Regions from separate parts of the Rattus norvegicus genome. Here region 2 is linked to region 1. A link is a contact called in public Hi-C data. All regions are on one chromosome and are shown on one strand. The core of a region is the stretch at or near the end of the contact, and the rest is flanking DNA. Distances in the headings are between cores, read along the strand shown. Region 1 overlaps Setbp1 (SET binding protein 1). Region 2 holds the start of Setbp1 (SET binding protein 1).

Evidence for each region. A called contact is a pair of places that touch in the nucleus more often than the background predicts.
Region 2: a Hi-C map of psoas muscle shows a contact between it and region 1, with 2.1 times the contacts expected there. The contact joins the promoter of Setbp1 here to the enhancer-like site in region 1. A contact is called at or near these places in 2 of 12 Hi-C or Micro-C datasets (liver and psoas muscle).

What each region holds. Positions count from the first base shown.
Region 1 is chr18:74,707,920-74,711,688 of GRCr8, reverse strand. The region is part of intron 2 of Setbp1 (SET binding protein 1); the gene reads left to right. Among named protein-coding and RNA genes, the nearest start is that of Setbp1, 120 kb to the left of the region's middle. Within about 2 kb of position 2,203, at least 8 of the 93 cell types and tissues checked have an H3K27ac peak or open chromatin away from gene starts, as enhancers often do.
Region 2 is chr18:74,825,771-74,829,945 of GRCr8, reverse strand. Setbp1 (SET binding protein 1) reads left to right here and starts at 2,491. Exons shown (of 6, transcript NM_001427626.1): 1 at 2,491-3,750. It overlaps LOC120098177 (serine/arginine repetitive matrix protein 5-like), which reads right to left. Exons shown (of 5, transcript XM_039097295.1): 5 at 3,438-4,175. The coding sequence ends at 3,438.

The sequences.
Region 1 (3,769 bases), core at 954-3,453:
AAAGAACCACTTGCCATGTAGGTACATGGCTGTCTCAGAGACGTCTCCCCTCGAAGCAGTTGAAACCAGGGCCATCACCCCAAAGTTCTAGTCGGCCTTCACCTTCTTAATAGTGGGCAGTGTGTTTGCACCCATGCATTTTTTTCTCACCACTGTGACCTTCCATGTGTAGATAACCTTCAAAGTATGGATACGTTCTATTATTTTTCTTCATTTAAACCAAATAGCAACTGTGATTGTTAAGTTCATGATATGGAGACAATTGGGTGTACGAAAGAGAAGGATTTCAACACGTACCCTTTAATAAGGCCTTAGAGAACCCCCAAGGTAAGTTTTCCGTACTGTGGTGGTTAAACTGTTCCCTTTCCAGGCGACATGCCTATAAAGTCATTAATGTATTTATGGGGAACCATCTGGTCACTGGAAATGATCCATTACATATCCTAATGAGAATGTTCTTCTGTTGGCCCTTCAGCCAGATTGGGTTAAAGGGATTGGACAGCCAGTCAGTGAACTCTGGAATGGTCATACCCTCCAGTGCCCCTGGCAGGTGCCTCCTTATTGGCTCTTTTCTGCCACGAAGGATGATTGACGAACATCTTCCTACTGGGCCTCTCCTTCCTGAGGTTCAGAGTGGCTGGTGCTTCTGTATTTTCAGCCATTTCACCACTAGTCTGCTGGAGAAGGGCTGTGCCGTGCTTGCTGGTCTGTGGCTAAGGCCGCTTTGGGGACTGAGTGGGATAGATAAAGACACCTAGTTCTGGTACTTGGGTGATGGTTGAGCATAGAAAGGTAGAAGCAGGCAGGTCACAGAACTATTTGGAGCCTGCATCAAAGAACCACTTGCCATGTAGGTACATGGCTGTCTCAGAGACGTCTCCCCTCGAAGCAGTTGAAACCAGGGCCATCACCCCAAAGTTCTAGTCGGCCTTCACCTTCTTGATAGTGGGTAGTGCGTTTGCACCCATGCATTTTTTTTCTCACCATTGTGACCTTCCATGTGTAGAAGAAGCGGCCACACTTCCAGGACCCAGACACACTCCTTGCTACATTCTGCTCACTCTTCTCTGTGTGGAAGCAGGGCTCTATAGATAAGGAGGTTTCCTCTAGGAACATACTTCGCACAGATGATCTTTGTTTCAGGGACTACTTATGGGAAATCTGTCTGTGCCCAAGGCTCAGGGCTGGAAACTTCAATGTTGTTTAAATGTCTGGTGCCATGCAATGAAAAAAAAAAATGAGGCACATGCTGGCTTAGTTTCTCTTCTAACTCTTCTATTCCTTCTTCAGAAATGAGTCTCTCTGAAACATCGCTCCAAGTGTCTTAGATTCTGCTTCTTTCTCTCCAAACACTTCTTTCATCTCTCCTCATCCTACCTGAGGGAGCCTTGGCCAAGCCCTTGTCATAACGGAGTCTCCTTGAAGAAGGAAGGGTCTTTGTCCCAGAGTTTACCAAGACAGTGTATGGCAACAGGGAGTCACATTCACCTCAGGAATTTTTTAGTTCAAGTTCCACTTCTGAACCATTGTTCAACTTAGCCCTTTTCTTGGTGTTGAGAGCTGTGCATTTCTCGCCATGGGGTATAAGTAAGGCATTTGCCAGTCCTCCATTAAACAAGCCTCCCCTCTCCTCAACACCATGTACAGAGGGTGCCAACCTACTCCTCTGACATAACAAACAAAACAAAAAAACAGGAAATGTGTGGGTAGTTTCTAAGGGTCAGTTGAGCCTGAGAATACTGGAGTAGACACCAGAAAGTATTTTTTTTTTCGAGGCACAGGGTCCTTTGTGGACTTGAAGCGAAGACCAGAGAATCAGAAATGTTCTCAGGAGAGAACATACCATATAAGGGAAAGGCCAATATTTGCTTTCAGGGATTGGGGGATGGACATTGTTAGAGACCAAGAGTGATGACTTTGGTTTTCCGAAAAAAAACGGTCCTGTTAAACAGCAGAGCATTAAACTATGTTAACAGCCCGATCGGTTTTGTTCAAAACGCTGCCCTGTCGTATAGTTGTATATAAACACGGTGGAGCTCTGTAGTGCAGAGGTCCTGGCTCTGACCATGCTATTCCAGGGTAGGTAGTAAAACGTCTCTAGACCGCAGCAGCTGCCCCCATGAACACTCTTGACTTGAGTTACAGCAGTGGAACTAAATATAGCCAGTTCTCCCCTGTGCCCTGAGCTTCGTCACATCGCCAGGACAGAATGTGCTCGGGGGTGTGGACTTAGAAGGCATCGTATCAGTGGATGCTACTTGAGAGGTGTGCCCTTCCTCCACTACCTCCTCTCCTCCCTCTTTTCTCTTCCCCTCCCTTCCCCTCCTCCTGTCCTCTCCTTCCCACCCTTCCTCTCCTCCCTCCTGCTCCCTTCCCTCTCCCTTGCCTCCTTGCTTTCTTTCCTCCTCTCCCTTCTCCTCTTCCCTTCTTCTTTTCCCTCCCCCTGACTTTTTGATTATCTTCCTTTGTTCACTTCCATGTTTCCGCTTTGCCTCATTTCTCATTATCATTTTCCCCCGATTTTGGCATACCTCTTTTTTTCCCCTCTCCATAACTCCTCATCCCCCCTTCACCCCCCGTAATCATGAGTGGTTTCTTTGGAAGAAACCTCCTTGCGTCTATCTACAGTGTGACCCCATCTCCCAAGAGTGACATCTCATGGTTTGTTGGAAAATGATAGTGGCATTTGGGAACTAATGTCCTATTATTGGAATAATTGTTTTTCTCCCTTATCTGTGCATCCTTCCTTTGGTTACTAAGATTTCAAAGAAGTTCAGTCTGGGGTTAGTGGATTGTCTGCAGCCATTCATCTCCCCTAAACATGGCCGAGACATGTTCTGTTGTGATAACAGAAGCCTTGGGAGAGAACAAAACGGACCAGTTATTGGATTTAATGGATGCACGGTGTGAATATGCGTACATAAGTCTACGAGCCATTGTCCATTTTATTGCCATGCAAGCTATGGGTGTGATAGGAAGGCTAAGACAGTTGGCTTGGGTCACAGAACACGGGTTGCCATGCTACACATTCCTCTTCATGGTGTTTCATATTCAGCTTCACGTTAGGTATGCATCATGTTAAAAACACGCACACTTTCCTCAAGGTATATAGAATTAGTGGTTGCTTATTGAACCCTAGGTGTTGTAGAAAACCTGAAAAAGAATATCCTGGAAGAAAATTTTATCTAAAACAAGGCAGGAGAGCTGTTTCAAGGCAACTCTGTGTCTTCCTCACTTGGTGATAACCTGCTTTTGTATCCTAATGTTTCTTCTTGCTTTTAATGGGTACACTAAAATCTCATGCTTTTATTAAAGGATCCCTGTGGATTTTGTAAAGTCCTGGTGTAGAGGAGAGTTTGTGTGTGTGTGTGTGTGTGTGTGTGTGTGTTTACCAGAAGCCCCAGAATATAATTTAGCTTGCTGCAAACACATAAGCACATAGAGCACTAGAAGAAACCTTAGGAGGTTTGACACAGTCCTTGCTTTATAAGGGAAACCTTAAGACTGACCTGACAATATGCATCATGGCTTCTCTTTTCATTTATGCAACATGTCCTCTCTTCTCACGGTTTCTTGTGGACTATGTCGAGGCCTGAGCTTCTGTGTCCTGCTAACACTCTAGTCGTGACTTTTCTGAGAAGATGCAGTAGAACATGATTGATAATTAAAAGTCACTTGAACTCTGTTAATAGGCTGCTCCTGAGTCCTGGCCTCTTCTGTTAAAAACACCATGTGTACTTTCCCCTTCTGGGCTCCCTTCTCTCTTGGT
Region 2 (4,175 bases), core at 1,242-3,741, 120 kb before region 1:
AACTAGATTTCAAATTTACACATATGAAATAAGTTCCCAAGTGCTGTGGGATGCGATCATCCCATATGTCCTTGCATCATTCCCACATAGACTCTTGGGTAAGGGCTACCTCAGTGTGACTGTTTTCTAGGATGAGTACCCAGGTGCCCAGAGCATAAACAACAGCCCAGGTGACTACATGGTGGTGTCAGAGGGAGAGAGAGCCTCACTTACGTTTTCTAACAAGGTCCATGCAAGGTAAAACTCAGTCCTCATGAATTTTACATTTTGTTGAGAAGATACATGAGAGAGAGAGAGAAAGAGAGAGAGAGAGAGAGAGAGAGAGAGAGAGAGGTGTTCAACAGAAGAGAAGAAATATGTATGTTAAATGCACAAAAACAGTAAGTTTGCAGCAGTGTTAAAGAGACATGACCCCTGCTCGTCTCTTCTGCATCTGTGTACTGTACGCCCTGTAAGGATCTCATCTCTGGTCTGCCTGTACTGAGTTGTGCAGAGGAATTAATGAGCCAATGGTTCCCTCTCAGCTGTGCAGTCTATGAGAGGGTTGGTGCTGTGGCCCGCCTGCACCTCTAGCTGCATCCATGGTTTCAGCGCCTCCTCTACACTACACAGTAGCTTATTGACCACACGATGCTGAAAATTAAGATGTGTAAGTGTAAAAGGCACATGCCTTGTGCGTTCTCATCTGCTGCTCGATCACCCTCTCTCAATCCTGCACATCACTGTTTGCCCGTTGACTGCTCCGTCGGCCTGAGACTTGCTCCCCTAGGCTTTAGTGCGGAGGCCATCCAAAGGTGACCTATTACGGAAGTAGATGAGGGGAGGTGTCAGGACATTCAGCTAGTATTTGGGGAAAGTTCTATGAGAACAAGAGCTCGACAACCCAGGAAAGTGGTTCGGTTTCAATGACTCCTCCATTATTCCATTTGCATAGCATTATTTTCATAAGGTGATACACCAGCATAAATTAAAACGTGTGAAGAGACTGTGAAAGTTTCTCTACATAGATAAGACAAAGGAAGAATGTCCCTTCTTGCCTTCTTCCCTTCTTTCTCTTCTCATAACTAAAGACAGGCTTTTAAGAAACCCTCAGTGAGAAGACAAGGGACATAGGGTCCATTCGTGACTTTAATTCTACGGCTTGGGCTAGTCTACCGTTTCCTCAACATTGTGCTGACGGAAGTCCACTAGGTATTCTCCCAGGTGAACACCATCTCTGCACTCATTTATACTTAACGAGCTATTGTAGTGGATTTTGGAAGAAGGAACAGGTTTCTTCTATTTGCTTTCAAAGCGAGGAGTCACGGGATGGAAAAGAAGACCCTGTACACAAACCAGGAAGCGTGCTCCCCTCCCCCTTCTGATTATGACATCTGCCAGCCATATAGGGTGGGAAAGCCATTCCTATTTCTGAGTGGCCTTCTCCTTTGAGAAGGGACGGGAAACCTACTGGATGCTACTACTGACTTAGATTCTGTTCTGTTTAGGTCTAGGATTCAGAAGTCTGGGAGCACAAGCTCACGGCCATTTGATCCAAAGTACGTTTGGTTTTGACCTTGCTTCTGTGCCTTGGTTTCTGTCTCCTTTAGCAGTCTATCCACCCTACTCTTTTTTTTTTATAATTAAAGATTATAAAAAAATAATTAATAATAACGTCCCAATATGAACGAAGATAAAAGACCTGTTGAAATGCTACCCTGAAGTCTTTCAGTGACAGCTTTGGGAAAAGTTCGTGTCCAAACAGAGCCGTTCTCTGAGAAGTAGACCACGGTGAAACCAATTTGATTCACTTTGGAAACTCCAGGTAAAAGGGTAGCCTGAGCGTAGTTCTGTGGTAGCATTCATACTATCAACTAACGCAGGACCGTAGTAGCTGGTAGGCTTGGTGAAAGGAAGCCCTCTTGCTCACCTCTGGGTCATTCCATTCGTCAGTCCAAACGACCCCAAACTCTTAGAAAACATGAGATCCAGGAACCCTCTCAAAACTCCCATTTTACTGGAGGTTTAAAAGAGATCCATTGTAGGTGCCCCCCAAAACCATCACATTCACCTCATTTTGTCACAGGGCATCGATAGAAACCTGAGGGGTTTCATTGCTCAGTTGTCCTGGAAAGACCCTTGTAACCCAAATACAGATTCTCAGAGGGATTTGAAACAGCGCCGTATTTTATTTTATTTTATTTTATTTTGTCAGAAAGGAAGACGTTGCTCTCATGTTGTTCACTTCTGCCACCCTGTATGTCAATGTGCATTTGTCATCCCTGTCTGGTCCTTGCCTTCATCAAGGGTCCGGTTCTACTGAATAATGAGAGATGCTGGTGAACGTCTGAATGCAAACAAGTAGCTTAACAAAAAATATAAATCTCTGGAAGTGAAATGTAATTACCAGGTTTAAAAAAAAAAAAAAAAAGAGCACCCATTTAGGAGAGCCTATCACGTCTCGCGTCTCTTCACGCAGCTAGCTCCCCCCAACACTGCTCCTGTTGTGTCAGATAGTGGCAGTGTTGAGCCCGGGAACCGGCGCCCAGCCCGCGGCGGTCCCCGCGGCCGCACAGTCTCCGCGGCAGACTCCGACTCGCTGGAGCTACTGGGCCGCGAGGGCACTGGGGAGCGGGAGGGGCTCCGGAGCGGCGAGGGGTCCCCGATCCGCGTCCCCGAACTGTTTTCCTTTCCCCTCCGGCAAGAACCCAGATCCCTTCAATTGACCGAAATCTACCCAGGGGGGCGGTGGAGGGACAGAGAGGTCGTCGGCCGCTCACTGGCTGCGCCTCCTTGGGCTCCGGCTGGGGAGCGGCCCGGGCTCGCGGGGCGAGCAGTGTGGGCTCTCGCGCCCCCTCCGAGAGAGATCGCGGGGTGGCAGTCCCCGTCGGCTCCGCCGCGCGGCCGCTTCAATCCTCCCCCTCCCCCGCGCACGCCCTCCCCCTTCCTTTCAGTAGGACTCCGGGACTCCGGAGAGGGCGCGGGAGGCAGGCACACGGGCCCGACCCCACTCCAGCGCTCGCCGGGGACGCGGGCGGGCGGCGAGGGGACGCGGAGGGGGCGCGGGGCGGGCGCGGCCATAGAGCGGCGGCGGCGGCGGCGGCGGCGGCAGTAGCGACCGCGGGCGGACCAGCGGCGGCAGGGCCGGCGGGCGCCGGGAACCGAACTGCACAGCTCAGCAAAAGCGCCCCAGCCCTCGGCGCGCCGCCTCCTGCGAGCCCAGCCGGGCAACATTTTGTAACCCTCCAATCCATCCTTTGGAGAAAAGGGAAAAAATAGCATTGAACGGAGAGATGGGGAAATCTAAATAATATATATGTACATATGCATATTTATGTATATGTACATATATGTATATTATATTTGGTTCCTGCTAAAATTAGCCGGGCTCGCCGCGCGCCTGTGTGCGAGTGTGTGCGAGTGTGTGTGCGTGCGGGCGGGCGTGTGTGTGAATGTGATTACTCCAGGACTCCTCGGGCTCCGGAGACGCCATTTTCCCCCTTGATATCTCTCTCCGTAAATCGGTGGCGCGGCGGAGGCGGCCGCGGCAGGCGGGAAGCGCGGGGCTGGCCGGGGCGCTCGCCGCCGCCTGCGCGCCCGGGGGCCCCGGCGCCCCCCGAGCGAGGGCGGCCCGCCCCGCGCGTCGCCGTTTGACAGATGCTCGTCGCTATGGAGTTGCCGCAGCAGCACCTTTGGGGGCTCGGACGAGCGACCGGAGGCGGAATCTGAGCGAGCGCCCGGGCCAGCGGAGCCGGAGCCGCCGGGACATGGGTGAGCGAGCGCGGCGACCTTGGCGCGGGAGCTGGGGCGCCTAGCCTCCCGCCGCGCCGCGGGCCCAGCGCGCCCGGGGCCGGGGGCGGTGTGTGCCATGCATGCAAAAGTTCACGTCGCCTTGCCGGGGCTTTGACTTTGCACTGGGCTGGAGTAGGGGTGGGGGGGACCCGGCCAAGGGGGCGGGATGCAGGTCCCCGCGAAGCTGCGCGGGGATGGGCGCGATTCCGCCGGCTGGTGGGTCGCCAGTGGTGCTGACTTAACTGGAGTAGCCCGTTGGTGGCGGTGATGGTGGTAGCATGGGGCTTGGAGGGCTGGGAGCTTATTGAGTTTCGGCTAATCTGATCCCCTCCCCACCCCCTCCTTCTACACCCTCCCTTGGTCCTGCTGCCGGCTGCCTGGGCTGGCGGGTTTGGCTTTGGTGA